Regions from separate parts of the Gossypium hirsutum genome. Here all the other regions are linked to region 1. The links are chromatin contacts, called in public Hi-C maps. All regions are on one chromosome and are shown on one strand. Each heading gives the region's core, a stretch centred on a gene start, on an enhancer-like site or on the middle of the called end of the contact. The rest is flanking DNA. Distances are from core to core; before and after follow the strand shown.

The links. Hi-C and Micro-C count contacts between places; a contact is called where the count stands out from the background.
Region 2: a Hi-C map of leaf shows a contact between it and region 1, with 2.0 times the contacts expected there. The contact joins the promoter of LOC107937652 here to the promoter of LOC107937726 in region 1. A contact is called at or near these places in 2 of 34 Hi-C or Micro-C datasets (both in leaf).
Region 3: a contact with region 1 is called in a Hi-C map of leaf, with 2.1 times the contacts expected there. The contact joins the promoter of LOC107937700 here to the promoter of LOC107937726 in region 1. A contact is called at or near these places in 3 of 34 Hi-C or Micro-C datasets (leaf and seedling).

What each region holds. Positions count from the first base shown.
Region 1 is chrD13:55,151,052-55,155,716 of Gossypium_hirsutum_v2.1, reverse strand. It overlaps LOC107937726 (50S ribosomal protein L3, chloroplastic), which reads left to right and starts at 2,402. Exons shown (of 2, transcript XM_016870686.2): 1 at 2,402-3,169; 2 at 3,633-4,027. The coding sequence starts at 2,632. The coding sequence ends at 3,922.
Region 2 is chrD13:55,394,662-55,399,326 of Gossypium_hirsutum_v2.1, reverse strand. LOC107937652 (UPF0481 protein At3g47200) reads right to left here and starts at 1,988. Exons shown (of 2, transcript XM_016870593.2): 1 at 1,728-1,988; 2 at 96-1,528. The coding sequence starts at 1,525. The coding sequence ends at 182.
Region 3 is chrD13:55,301,186-55,305,850 of Gossypium_hirsutum_v2.1, reverse strand. LOC107937700 (UPF0481 protein At3g47200) reads right to left here and starts at 2,857. Exons shown (of 2, transcript XM_016870653.2): 1 at 2,517-2,857; 2 at 894-2,348. The coding sequence starts at 2,339. The coding sequence ends at 996.

The DNA of each region.
Region 1 (4,665 bases), core at 1,153-3,652:
CCTATTTTCTCTCTCCTTCAACACATCTATGGAGTCTTTTCTCATGAAATTAAGATGATTATTTGTCTTCTTTGTTGTATTTGCTAAGAAAACATTAAAGAAATTGAAGGAATTGAGCTTAGGCAGGCTAAGAAATGGTGGAAGGACCTATTTGGAATAAAATTAAAAGTTTGTTTATGGCTTTAGCGGGTGACATTTTTTTTCTTCTTATAGAGGATGAAATTTTTTCATCTTTTCTACCCTTTTCTACATAGTTCCATGAAAATGTCTCTATATTAATCATTAAAATAATAGTTTTGCAAATTGGTCCACCAATGGCAATTTAACACAATTCCATCCTTAATAATTAAGTTTTTTTCCATATTTATCTAATTTAATTAAATACTATTTTATCCTTTATCTTTTCTATAATACCATGCATGATTCATGTTTTCTTATGGTCAAATTTCACTTCTAGTCCTTCATCTTTTCTCACCAATTCCATGTATTTCTTTTCTAATTTTTAACTTTCTACTTTTACCACAACACTTTCTATTCTTCTACAATTTAGTTAACATCTCAAATTAAGTTTCCTGATCTAAAAAAATTTTCTAATTTCCTATAGGCTCTAACTAGTTCTTATACTCACACTCAAAATTTCCTATTTAATCTGTTTCTAAAATTTTCTAATATTCCTAATCCGACATAGCACTATACCTAGCTCTGAGGCATAATGCGGATGTTACAGTTTTGCTCTTCTATGAAACTTTTCTTGAGAAAATAAAAGCACCTCTTAGAATAGGCAAAGGTTAGGAATACTTGATTCCTCTTTTCAATCAATCTTTCTTTTTCTTCTCCTTTGGCAACATTAGTAGCGCCAACAAGCAACTCTAGAACCCCAACTTGCTTCATCTTTTTATTTCTCTATTGTGCAAAGAAAGGAGCATTGGGATGCTTGGTCCTAGCTTTTCTAGTAGTGACACTCTTCAAAGGTGCATCCTCATTAAAGCTTGACTTAGTTATTGTCTTTGATTCATCGGATCATTAGAACTTTCTACAACAATCTTTTGTTTCTTGTTAGCTTTTTCAACAATTGGAGCCTTGCCTTGTTTTTTCTTGACAGCCTCTATGTCGTCAAACCCATTTTCCATTACAAAGTGGATTCTCCTTATGGTTACCAACGATGGGCTAGTGGAAGTGGGCACTTCCTCGGTCACTTCAATCTTAGAGTTTGAGGCTCCAAACTTAGCCTTATTTTTAGTAGTAGTAGAGACAATATGGTCTTACTTATTATCTTTTGCAACCTTCATAGGTTCCACCACAAGTTCTTGAATATTGGTGGTGAAGGCAAATGTATCAATTGGACTTTTTGAGGAAGATGGTCCTGCAATTGTAACAACAACATTAACTAATGAACTATAAATTGTAGAAACAAGATTACCTTGGCTAGTTATAGCAACAACTAGGGTTCAATTTTATGCTTGGGAATAGGCGTGTGCTCGAGCGCAATGGGTTGTTTAGTAGCACGTCAATCTCAGTAGCAACTTGTTGATTCTATTGGGATGATGCAACAGTTGAAGTCTCAAAGGCAGAAAAGGATACATCTCCCCCTAACTCCTTAGGAGTCATAGGAACAAAGGTTTTAGACTCTGGGTAGGAAACAAGAGTTGTTAGCACAGTCTGAGTCACATCCTTATTTGTTGTGCCTGCAAAAGTGGGCAATTTGATCAATATTTTTTTTGGGTGACCAACTTAACAAAAAAATAGGAGCGACTCTTATTTAGAGTGACTAACGGTGTAGTTTACCCTTAAATTTATTGATTTTTACATATATAAATATGTTATTTAATTGTTTTAGTTTTAATTATTGAGGTGAAAAATGATATAAACTGAGCCCACCAATGGACACAAGACCATCACATTGTTCTGTTATTTTTAGTATTTTTTAAATTTGTTTTATTGTTTATATTTTAGATTCGTGGTTGTCCTATCATTGTTGTTTTGACATTATTAAAAAATTAAAAAAAAGTTATAATTTCTAAACTTATGGAAAAAGAAAAACTCTATTTATCTCAAATCTTTTATATTTAGATATGAAGAAGGCGGAAAATTGAGGAATTCTCCAAGGGATAAAAATTAGTTGATAGAGCATGTCAGTCTCATTTATATTTCGTTGAAAACAAATTTTGTTTAGAGCAAATCTTGAACAGTGTAGGGTGCTCAAAGATATACTGTATGTACCATGCCTACGCATAAACCTTGATAAATCTCATCTTACTAATATAAGGGCTTTTGATTTGAGTCTGTTTATTGGAGTAACAAATAATTCAATTCTTTAATTGATAAAGATTTAATATTTGAATGATTAAAATAAAAATATTTTAAAAATTAAATAATAAAATTATAAGAATTTATTGTTAAAGTGATAAAATAAAAGCAACTTAAAAATTGGATGAGGAATTAGGTATTCCAATGGTCCAAAAAACCATTCTATGCATCCAACAGCAGGAGATTGCTTCCCACGTCTCATCTGCAACTAGATAAGAAAGAGCAAGGGCTCTAAGGATAAAAGCTTCAAAATTTTTCTGTGTTCTGTTTTGGCTCAAAATTTCATCTTCCTAATCTTTATTCTGAATCAAACCCAGAAAAACTATGCCAATTGCTACCTTATCTCTCCATTCTTTAGGCTATTGCTGCCAAAAGTCTCCTCCTTTCTCCCTCAAATCTTCTTTTCTCTCAAAACCCACAAAAACCCAGTTTTCTTTTGCCTTCAAAACTACCGAGAAGAGGCCTTTTTCGCATATAGTCTCAATGAGCATGGAAGCAGGCATTGGAGTAATGGGCACAAAGCTTGGAATGATGAGTTTCTTTGAAACTGATGGCACAGTTGTTCCAGTGACTGTAGTTGGTTTTAGAGAAGGAAATATAGTGACCCAAGTTAAGACATCGGCTACTGATGGCTATGATGCTGTTCAAGTTGGGTATCGGAGAGTTAGGGATAAGAAGTTGACAAAGCCTGAGTTGGGTCATTTGGGGAAAGCTGCTGTTATTCCTATGAGGCATTTGCAAGAATTTAGGTTGCAAAGTGTGGGGGAGTTTGAGACTGGTCAGAAATTGGCTGTTGAAGAGATTTTTAAGGAAGGTGATCTTGTTGATGTCTCTGGGACTACCATAGGGAAAGGATTTCAAGGTTTGATTTTATATTTATTTATTGCATTTTGAAGGTTATGATGGTTTTATATTATGTTTCTAGTGGAGTTGTTGATGAACAAAAGTTTGATATTCCAAATTAAAATCCTTGTGTTTCAAGTGAATCAATTGTGTGAACCATAGCTTCATCAATGCTGGTGTTGTTAGGCTTCAATTTTGTCAAATTGCAAAGTTCAGAAATGGGTGATCTTTTTCTCTTTTATTGATGTTACATCCATCCATACACATATATATATTATTATTATTCAATCTCCTTGTATATTTTGGTTAGTATCCAAGTATATCCTTTGGCTCATATTACATTGTTTTTAGCACATTGATATGAAATGCCAAGGGTTTCTTCAAAGGTTTTAGCTTCCTTTGCCATAATGTGGGTCTCGTTGTTTTGGCAATTCAAATTCCCCAATTGGTGGAATGTAATATTTGGCATAATTTTTGCACAGGTGGAATAAAGCGCCATAATTTTAAAAGAGGTCAAATGAGCCATGGTTCCAAGAGTCATAGAGCATTGGGGTCTATTGGTGCTGGAACAACACCTGGGCGTGTGTACAAGGGAAAGAAAATGCCTGGCAGGATGGGAGGAAGCAAAAGAAAGATCCGAAAGCTCAAGATTGTGAAAATTGACAATGAGCTTCGAGTTGTGATGATCAAAGGTGCTGTCCCTGGTAAGCCCGGAAATCTGCTACGAATAACCCCCGCTAAGATTGTTGGAAAGAACATACCAAAGAGCTAGTTTCATGTATTGAACTCATTTCATTTCAGCTAGTATTTCAGTTGTGGGAACTTTTGATGTATTCATTGTTGTATGAGTTTAAGTCGAAATTTACCTTTTCTTTTATTGAGTTGATTCCTGAATTTGGAAATGGCTTCTCAATTTGTGAACTTCTTAAATTGATCAGTCAATTCTACTTGTCAATATTCTCTGCGCAACTCTGCTAGATTGCAGTATACATATCCTTTTCATTTTCTTTTAAGTTGTCCATTGGTCGGCATTTTTTTTCCCAATACATATTGAGATATGTAAAGAATATTATTCTTCAAAGGTGAGTTTGAATGGTCGGTGCGTTTACCTGCGGTTAGTCTAAAAATAGGTGTAGCTGTGAGATTAGATATTGTAACGATACTGTAGTGTGAGACAAAAAGTAAACTAAACGCATCGCACTGCACCCAATCGCTCATCCAAACCCATCCAAGTATATGGAAAAAAAAAAGTAATGGGCAAATTAATTTCTATAGGTTAGATAAAAAAGTAAATTAATTTTTAACAGTAAAAAATGGATGAAATTTTTAACAAAATGATTAGTTTGTTCTTTGATTTAATATATTAAGATTAATTTGTTCATTTTTAGTAAAGAAGGTAAAATGTAATTTAATTCTTAGTAAAAGGACATTTGTGATACTTTTATCAAAAAACCTTCAAAGATAATTTTAAAATATTCATGTTGGACACATACACATATCCCTCATCGCAAGTAC
Region 2 (4,665 bases), core at 739-3,238, 240 kb before region 1:
AGGACAGATAATGTTAACTCTGGCATGATAATTGAACTTAATATACGCTAAAGTATTTGACCCTAGCCAAATGCCAAACTAAAAGCAAAACCATGAAAACTTCAATCACTACTTTCATTACATACAAATGCGTAGGCATTCGTATTTTATTGAAAACACACCAGCACAATAATACTAAAAATTAATCTTTCACAAAAGCCAACACGGTTTGTATGATGGTGAAGATGACCACCATAAAAGCTGCAGCAGTCCCTGTTCCTCTCCAAAGATTGGGGAAATAAACACGCTTCAGAATTCCATAATTTTTCTTGATGAATAATGTCACTTTGCGCTTCCGACCCTCTTTATAAAGCTGATTCAATTGGTTCGCGGTTTCCCGGTAGCAAGGAGGTGGCTCCCCAATTCCCTGCATAAGTTTCTTAATCGTACGTTGCACCATTATATCCGTGCTTATTGTGGTAACCAGTCTTCCTTCGTGTTTGCCTTCCTTGCTTAAAATCCCTTTTTCTATTAACGGTTTTACATCTTGGGCAGTTGGAATGAGATAATTCATTAGTTCTATGTAAGCACAAACGTAGGCTTCATCTGGACAATGGCACATCTCGAACGCCATGACGTTCCGAAGGTAAGCTTCAGTGTTGGAGTGCACTGTCAATTTGGGGATTTTAAGCTTTTTGCCTTCAAATTTAATATCAAGCAAACATGCAGTTTGATTAGGTTCAACTATAAGTTCAACACCAACTTCTTGCAAACTTGTGGCACCATACACTTTTTTTAACGTTGGGATCTTGGTCTCGGATGATGGATTTTGTGTTTTGGTCATATGGCATCTTTGCAAAGCGGTGAAGTGTGGGATTTCTATATGCTCGAACTGCGGGTCCCATGGAATGTCAAAGTAGGAGCAAGTTAGTTTAAGGAAAGAAGGAACAGAGGCATCTGATGCTAGTTTGTGGTTTTCATATGGTTTATACAGTTCTTCAAGCACGAACATTGGGATCTGGTTTTCAAGTAAGATCAAATCCCTCCGTAGACCAGCGGACCATGTTTCTTTCAACAAGAAGTCTTTTACGTCCGAATTTTTCACTTCCTTCTCGTAGTTCCTCAAGAAGAGCTCCACGATAAACAGTGCATCATAAAATATCATCTTTACAAACTCGTCTTCATCGATTAAAGCCTCGTAATAGTTGAGAATCTTTTTCTCGTTGCGTTCAATGAAGCTCCAAAAACTTTCCAATGGCTCTTTGGAACCGGAATTCCTTTGAAGAAATTTAACTTGATAACCCACTTTATACTTGGCCATGCTAGCCAAATTTGTTTTCCGATAATGAAGAGGGCCAATTGAAATTGATAGAGGCGTGTAAGCTTTTGGATTTGCTTGACGAATGTTCCTAGGGACCTCGTAGATAAACCCTTGGTCCGGCCCCCGCTCCAAATCCTCAACTTCCGAATCATTGGATGCTTCATCTTTCTTTGTCTCAAATGATGGGGCGTTAATTTTGCCTAATTGTCCCTTCTTTGGAGCCATTTCCTGCAACTACTTTTTCATGTATCAAGCATGCATATCAAGTTATCAATAAAATTTATATATATATTGAATGAAAAATGATTTTTGTATCGTTATGTGGCATACAACATTACAGTGCTTTGAAATCAGTATGTACCGACCAGACCAGTACTTGTATGTTACTGACTACTGTAGATCATACACATAGAGACTTAAAACTTACAGGGAATCCGATAACCTTTGGCTTCCAATACTAGAATTGGTTGCTGAAGCCGGGATTTGAAAACGGAGAGAAATGGAAGGGAAACGTTGAAGAACTAGTTACTAGATAATAAGTGAATCCTTGAAGTCGATCAGAGTGGCTAAAGGCATTTATACAGATGCAAATTTGGATCAGGTTGGTTGAATCTGATCCACATAAACATCAACAAAAATATTAGAAAGGTGGCATTGGTGAGTGTTTATAAATTGAATCTTAAAATGTATTTAGTTATCTGTTCATGTCTCCTATATTTAATGTGTTTCACAGCTTCGTTTGTCTTCTATCAACTGTCTTTTTCTTTTAGGTCTCCCAAATAGACGACAGGAAATTAATAAGAAAAGGACGTAAGAAAATACAAACAAACTAAAGGATAAATCCACATTAGGGCTTTAATTGCCAACTCCTTCGCTTCTCTTTGAATTTCTCGATCTCCTTTGTGCCGATTTTGTGAATTTTATTCCATGAAGCAGTGTTGTAATATCAGCAAGAGCCGAAGCTAGCTTCCATTTGATTTACTGTCGAAGATGTTGATGGAGAAGATTTACTCGATCTCCTATTTATGATTATGTGAAACATGGTAAGAGTATCAATTTCTATAAATAATTTTTGTAATAATTCTTTATAGGAAAATCTTTGATGGAGAAGATTAGAGAAACTTTTGTTTCTGAATTTTTGGTTTGGTTTGGAATTTTTAGTATATATGTAAATAAAATTCATCTCCTATTTATTTAAGTGCTCACGTCTCTTCGTAGAGACATAACTATCCAATAGATATCTATTTGGATAGTTACATCTATTAAGAATGAACAAGATCATTTTTTACATATTACTTGAATAATCATAATTTTTTTGTTAATAAAAAAGCAAAATAGCTTTTATTAATTAAGATCCATAATTAATATAACACCCTTAACCCGTCACTGTCGTCGGATTAGGGTTATGGACCATTATCGATCCATCAGAAAAAATTTATCATCATAACATTTAAAAAATTAATCTCAATCAAAATCAGAGTAAACATATATATTTGGTCCCTAAATGAAGCCTTCAAGGCCTTAAAAATAACTTAGAAGCAATTCAGGACTAATTTGAAACAAAATAGAAGATTGGGAAAAATTTGGAAAAATTGAAAAATAGGGGTCACCCAGCCGTGTGACATTGCCCAAGCTGTGTAACAATTGAACAAGGGGACATACGACCTTGTCCTAGCCTGTGTCTTTTCCCGTGTAACTCACTAAGTAGGGTCATATGGTTGTGTCGCAGGCTATGTACCAAGCCGTGTAACTCTCTGAATTGCAACATACGGCCATGTAACTCACTAACTTAAAACACTAGAAATTTACATATTACACAAAGCCGTGTAGCTAGGCCGTGCATATCTCACGGCCATGTGACAGCCCGTGTCCCAAGCTGTGTGATCCATAATTTGACCCTAAAATAAGCCAATTCAAGGCTAAAATACATGTAACCAATTATCCTATTTGTGCACACATTCAAGGGATTTAAAAATCATTCAAACAAACCTAGACATGCCATTTCAAACATCCTAATTCATCTAACCAATATGTCATTCAAAGGCACCACAGTTGTATCAAAACATCATGGATCAAACCAAAATAACATGGCTACTTTTCTAGCATATAACCTAGTTCAATTATCTACCAAATCATATCACAAATGATCATTTCCAAGCCATCATAAACATACCAAAAGAGCATTATATACAACTACTTAAGAATGGCTAAAATGACCTAACTTGAACAAGCATAAAAAGTTCATCAAATCCAAACATAAACTTTACAAGCATGAACATACTAAATCAACCATTTACATATTCATGAACTGCCATTACAAAAGGTGATATACATGCCATTAGTAACCTTGGCCAAAATACTCAAAAACTACAGAAATGGTTGCTGGATAGTGTGATAGTTCTCCGACGAGCTTCCAACCGATCGAGCTTTCGATTATCTATAAAACAAAGGAAAGTAACTACGTAAGCAACTAGTGCTTAGTAAGCTTATATAAACTCAAACAAAACTTACCATTTCATCAGCATAATTCATAGAATAAGCACAATATCATAATCGAGACCATAAGCTTAGCATAAGCCTATACAAGCATCATCAACTCACAAGTTAGTATGCCTATCTATGATACAAATATATTCAATCATATAGTAAGTAAGTGTACTAGCCCGGTTTTCAGTGATGTTGGAAAAGTGGTTTGAGACCACCAAATTTGCCAAATGAGCTCATAAATTTTATTATTTAATATTTACGAACCAAATGAGGTTTTTAAAAGATTTTTGAATTAGTAAGTTTGTGGTTATAAGGATTTATTAGATTAATTAATTTAGAAAAAGAGGTATCGAGATCTCGGTGTTATAAACCGAGCCGTAAATATTTTTATAAATATTTACGGAGTGTAAATAAGTAGCATTAAAGTTTCTTTAGGAATTTTTAACGTTTTGGTAGTCAATTAATTAAGGACTAAATTGAAAAAGGTGCAAAATTTGCTAAAGTGATTAAATGGTCTAAATAGTAAATAAAGGAGGACTAAAAGGGTAAATAGACCCACATGAATGGCTGAGGCGGCATAGCATGAAAAAAATCAAGGATTTTATGTGAAATAAGGGCAAAATTGTAAAATTTTCCAAATTAAAGATAAATAAATGGGAAATTGAAAATTCTAGACAAATTCATCATCATTTCAGCTCAAAAATAACCATTGAAGAGGGTTTAAGTTGGTTTTTCATATTTTAGTTTCATGTAGTTGAATTCTTGCTTTTTCCTTAAAATTTTTATGTTTTTGGACTTTTACAACTAGGCCCAACTTACTATTTCATTAGTTTTTTATTGTGTTGAAAGTTCTGGAAGATACCATTGATAAGTTCATA
Region 3 (4,665 bases), core at 1,608-4,107, 150 kb before region 1:
GAAGATTATTATAGGTTATATTGAGATTCAACATCTGTTGCGGATCATCGAGTATTATATAGCTTGGATGAGCAACCTAGTATGGCATAGTTTACCTATGTATCTGAGTCCGTTTTACTAAGGTTCCATCTGGCGAAACATGATAATTGGAATATAAAACTTGAAAATGTAATGAAATGAGTTGATAAAATAATTTGATATAACATTGAAAGGAGTTGTATGGAATTAGTATAATCTTATAGATCGGTAATGGAATATGACATTAAAAATGAACTATGTGAAGTTGTTATGTTATTATAGATAATGATAGAATAATATGACATTGAGACAAGTTATGTGAAAGTGATGAATTGATATGTTTTGAGTTTGCTTATACCTACTAATGAACATGGATACTTCTGCTCACTTGTTATTTTAAGTGCTATGTCTTAGTAAAAATTATGCCAAAACTAAGGTAGCTAACATACAAAGTATGCCAAGTATTTAAGAAGAATTGTTCCTTCTTCTTTTTTCTGAATATTAATTACTTACTTTCTTAAATGACATGCGAGATTTTCTTTCTTTTCCCTTTCTCCCTTCTTTCTTTTCCTTCTCCTTTATTCACTAAATCTCTACCATCCACAACCTGTTCCTCCCTTAAGTTGTTCAATTGATCATCTTTAACCTCAACCTTCTTTACTAGATATATAGATAGATGGGTGCAGATGAAGAGGTCAGGAGTTGGGTTGAGTGACGGAGCAACGATAAGTTAAGCAGATGGTGTGGTTTGTGCAAGCAGGTACTGAAGATTACATACCCAGAAAAATTAGGTGATTGGGCATATAATGTCAACTTTGGCATGATAATTAAACTTAATATACACTAAAATATTTGACCGTAGCCAAATGCCAAACTAAAAGCAAAACCATGAAAACTTCAATCACTACTTTCATTACATACAAATGCATAGGAATTCGTATTTTATTGAAAACACACCAGCACGATAATACTAAAAATTAATTCACAAAAGCAAACACGGTTTGTATGCAGGTGAGGACGACCACCATAAAAGCAGCAACAGTCCCTGTTCCTCTCCAAAGATTGGGGAAGTAAACACGCTTCAGAATTCCATAATTTTCCTTGATGAATAATGTCACTTTGCGCTTCCGACCCTCTTTATAAAGCTGGTTCAATCGGTTCGCGGTTTCCCGGTAGCAAGCAGGTGGCTCCCCAATTCCCTGCATAAATTTCTTAATCATACGTTGCACCGCTATATTTGTGTTTATTATGGTAACCAGTCTTCCTTCGTTTTTGCCTTCCTTGCTTAAAATCCCTTCTTCTATTAACTGTTCTACATCTTGGGCAGTTGGAATAAGATAATTCATTAGTTCTATGTAAGCACAAACGTAGGCTTCATCTGGACAATGGCACATCTCGAACGCCATGACGTTCCGAAGGTAAGCTTCAGTGTTGGAGTGCACGGTCAATTTGGGGATTTTAAGCTTTTTACCGTCAAATTTAACATCAAGCAAACATGCAGTTTGATTAGGTTCAACTATAAGCTCAACACCAACTTCATGCAAACTTGTGGCACCATACACTTTTTTCAACGTTGGGATCTTGGTCTTTGATGATGGATTTTGTGTTTTGGTCATATGGCATCTTTGCAAAGCGGTGAAGTGTGGGATTTCTATATGCTCGAACTGCGGGTCCCATGGAATGTCAAAGTAGGAGCAAGCTAGTTTAAGGAAAGAAGGAACAGAGGCATCTGATGCTAGTTTGTGGTTTTCATATGGTTTATACAGTTCTTCAAGCACGAACATTGGGATCTGGTTTTCAAGTAAGATCGAATCCCTCCGTAGACCAGCGGACCATGTTTCTTTCAACAACAAGTCTTTGATGTCCGAATTTTTTTCCACCTCCTTCTCATAGTTCCTCAAGAAGAGCTCCATGATAAACAGTGCATCATAAAATATCATCTTTACGAACTCGTCTTCATCGATTAAAGCCTCGTAACAGTTGAGAATACTTTTATCGTTGCGTTCAATGAAGCTCCAAAAACTTTCCAATGCCTTCTTGGAAACGGAAGTCCTTTGAAGAAATTTAACTTGATAATCCACTTTATACTTGGCCATGCTAGCCAAACTTGTTTTCCGATAATGAAGAGGGCCAATTGAAATTAGTAGAGGAGTGTAAGCTTTTGGATTTGCTTGACGAATGTTCCTAGGGACCTCGTAGATAAACCCTTGGTCCGGCCCCCGCTCCAAATCCTCAACTTCCGAATCATTGGATGCTTCATCTTTCTTTGTCTCAAATGATGGGGCGTTAATTGAGCCTAATTGTCCCTTCCTTGGAGCCATTTCTTGCACCTACTTTTTCATGTATCAAGCATACATATCAAGTTAGCAATAAACTTTATTTATATATTGAATGAAAAATGATTTTAGTATCGTTATGTGGCATGCAACATTACAGTGCTTTGAAATCAGTATGTACCGACCAGATCAGTACTGGTATTTTACTGACTTAAAACTTACAGGGAATTCGATAACCTTTGGCTTCCAATACTAGAATTGGCTGGGGAAGCCTGGATTTGGAAACGGAGAGAAATGGAAGGGAAACGTTGAAGAACTAGTTACTAGATAATATTTGAATCTTTGAAGTCGATCAGAGTGGCTAAGGGCACTTATATAGATGCAAATTTGGATCAGGTTGGTTGAATCTGATCCAACTAAACATCAACAAAAATATTAGAAAAGGTGGCATTGGTGGGTGTTTATAAATTGAATCTTACAATGTATTTAGTTAGCTGTTAATGTCTCCTATATTTAATATATTAAAGGGTTAATGTGTTTCACAGCTTTCTTTGTCTAGCCACGGGTGGAGTCGGGGGCCGGTAGGGTACCATAAATGTGTTTCACAGCTTTCTTTGTCTTCTATCAACTGCCTTTTTCTTTTAGGTCTCCCAAATAGACGACAGGAAATTAATTAGAAAAGGACGTAAGAAAATACAAACAAACTAAAGGATAAATCCACATTAGGGCTTTAGTTGCCAACTCCTTTGCTTCTCTTTGAATTTCTCTATCTCCTTGTGCCGATTTTGTGAATTTTATTCCATGAAGCAGCGTTGTAATATCAGCAAAAGCCGAAACTAGCTTCCATTTGATTTACTGTCGAAGATGTCGATCCACTCCCTCTCCTATTTATGATAATGCGGAACATAGTAAAAGTATAGATTTCTATAAATAATTTTTGTAATAATTCTTTATAGGAAAATCTTTGATGGAGAAGATTAGGGAAACCTTTGTTTTTGAATTTTTGGTTTGGTTTGGTTTGGTATTTCTTAGTATATATGTAAATAAAATTCCTCTCCTATCTATGTAAGTTCTCATGTCTCTTCGTAGAAACATAATTATTCAATAGATACTTATTTGAATAGATACATTCTTAATAACAATATCATTTTTTATAAATTACTTGAATAATCATAATTTTTTTGTTAATAATAAAGCAACATAGCTTTTATTATTTAAGATCCATAATTAATATAACACCCTTAACCCGTCACTGTCTTCGGATTAGGGTTATGGAGCATTATCCATCCATCGAAAAACATTTATCATCATAACATTTAAAAAATTAATCTGAATCAAAATCATAGTAAACATATACATTTGGTCCCTAAATCGAGCCTTCAAGGCCTTAAAAATAACTTAGAAGCAATTTAAGACTAATTTGAAACAAAATAGAAGATTTGGGAAAATTTTAGAAAAATTAGAAAACAGGGGTCACACGGCCGTGTGACATAGCCTAGGCTATGTAGCAATCATACAAGGGAACACATAGCCGTGTCCTAGCCCGTGTATTTACCCGTGTAACTAACTAAGTAGGGTCACATGGCTGTGTCGCGGGCTGTGTGCTAGGCCGTGTAACTTTCTGAGTTGCAACATACGGCCGTGTGCTAGGCCGTGTAACTCACTGAATTAAAACACTAGAAATTTACACATGACACATGGTCGTGTAGCTATGCCGTGTATATCACACGGCTGTGTGACAGCCCGTGTCCCAAGCCATGTGATCCATAATTTGACCCTAAAACAAGCCAATTCAAGGCCAAAATACATATAACCAATCATCCCATTTGTGTACACATTCAAGGGATTTAAACATCATTCAAACACACTTAAACATGCCATTTCAAACATCATAATTCACCTAACCAATATGCCATTCAAAGGCACCACAATTGTATCAAAACATCATGGATCAAACCAAAACAACATAGCTACTTTTCTAGCATATAACCTAGTTCAATTATTTACCAAATCATATCACAAATGATCATTTCCAAGCCATCACAAACATACCAAAAGAGCCTTATATACAACTACTTAAGAATGGCCAAAATGACCTAACTTGAACGAGCATAAAAAGTTCATCAAATCCAAACATAAACTTTACAAGCATGAACATACTAAATCAACCATTTACATATTCATGAACTGCCATTACAAAAGGTCCTATACATGCCATTACTAACCTTGGCCAAAATACTTAAAAACTAACGAAATGGTTGCTGGATAGTGGGATAGGTCTCTGACGAGCTTTCAACCGATTGAGCTTCTGATTATCTATAAAACAAAGGAAAATAACTACGTAAGCAACTAGTGCTTAGTAAGCTCATAT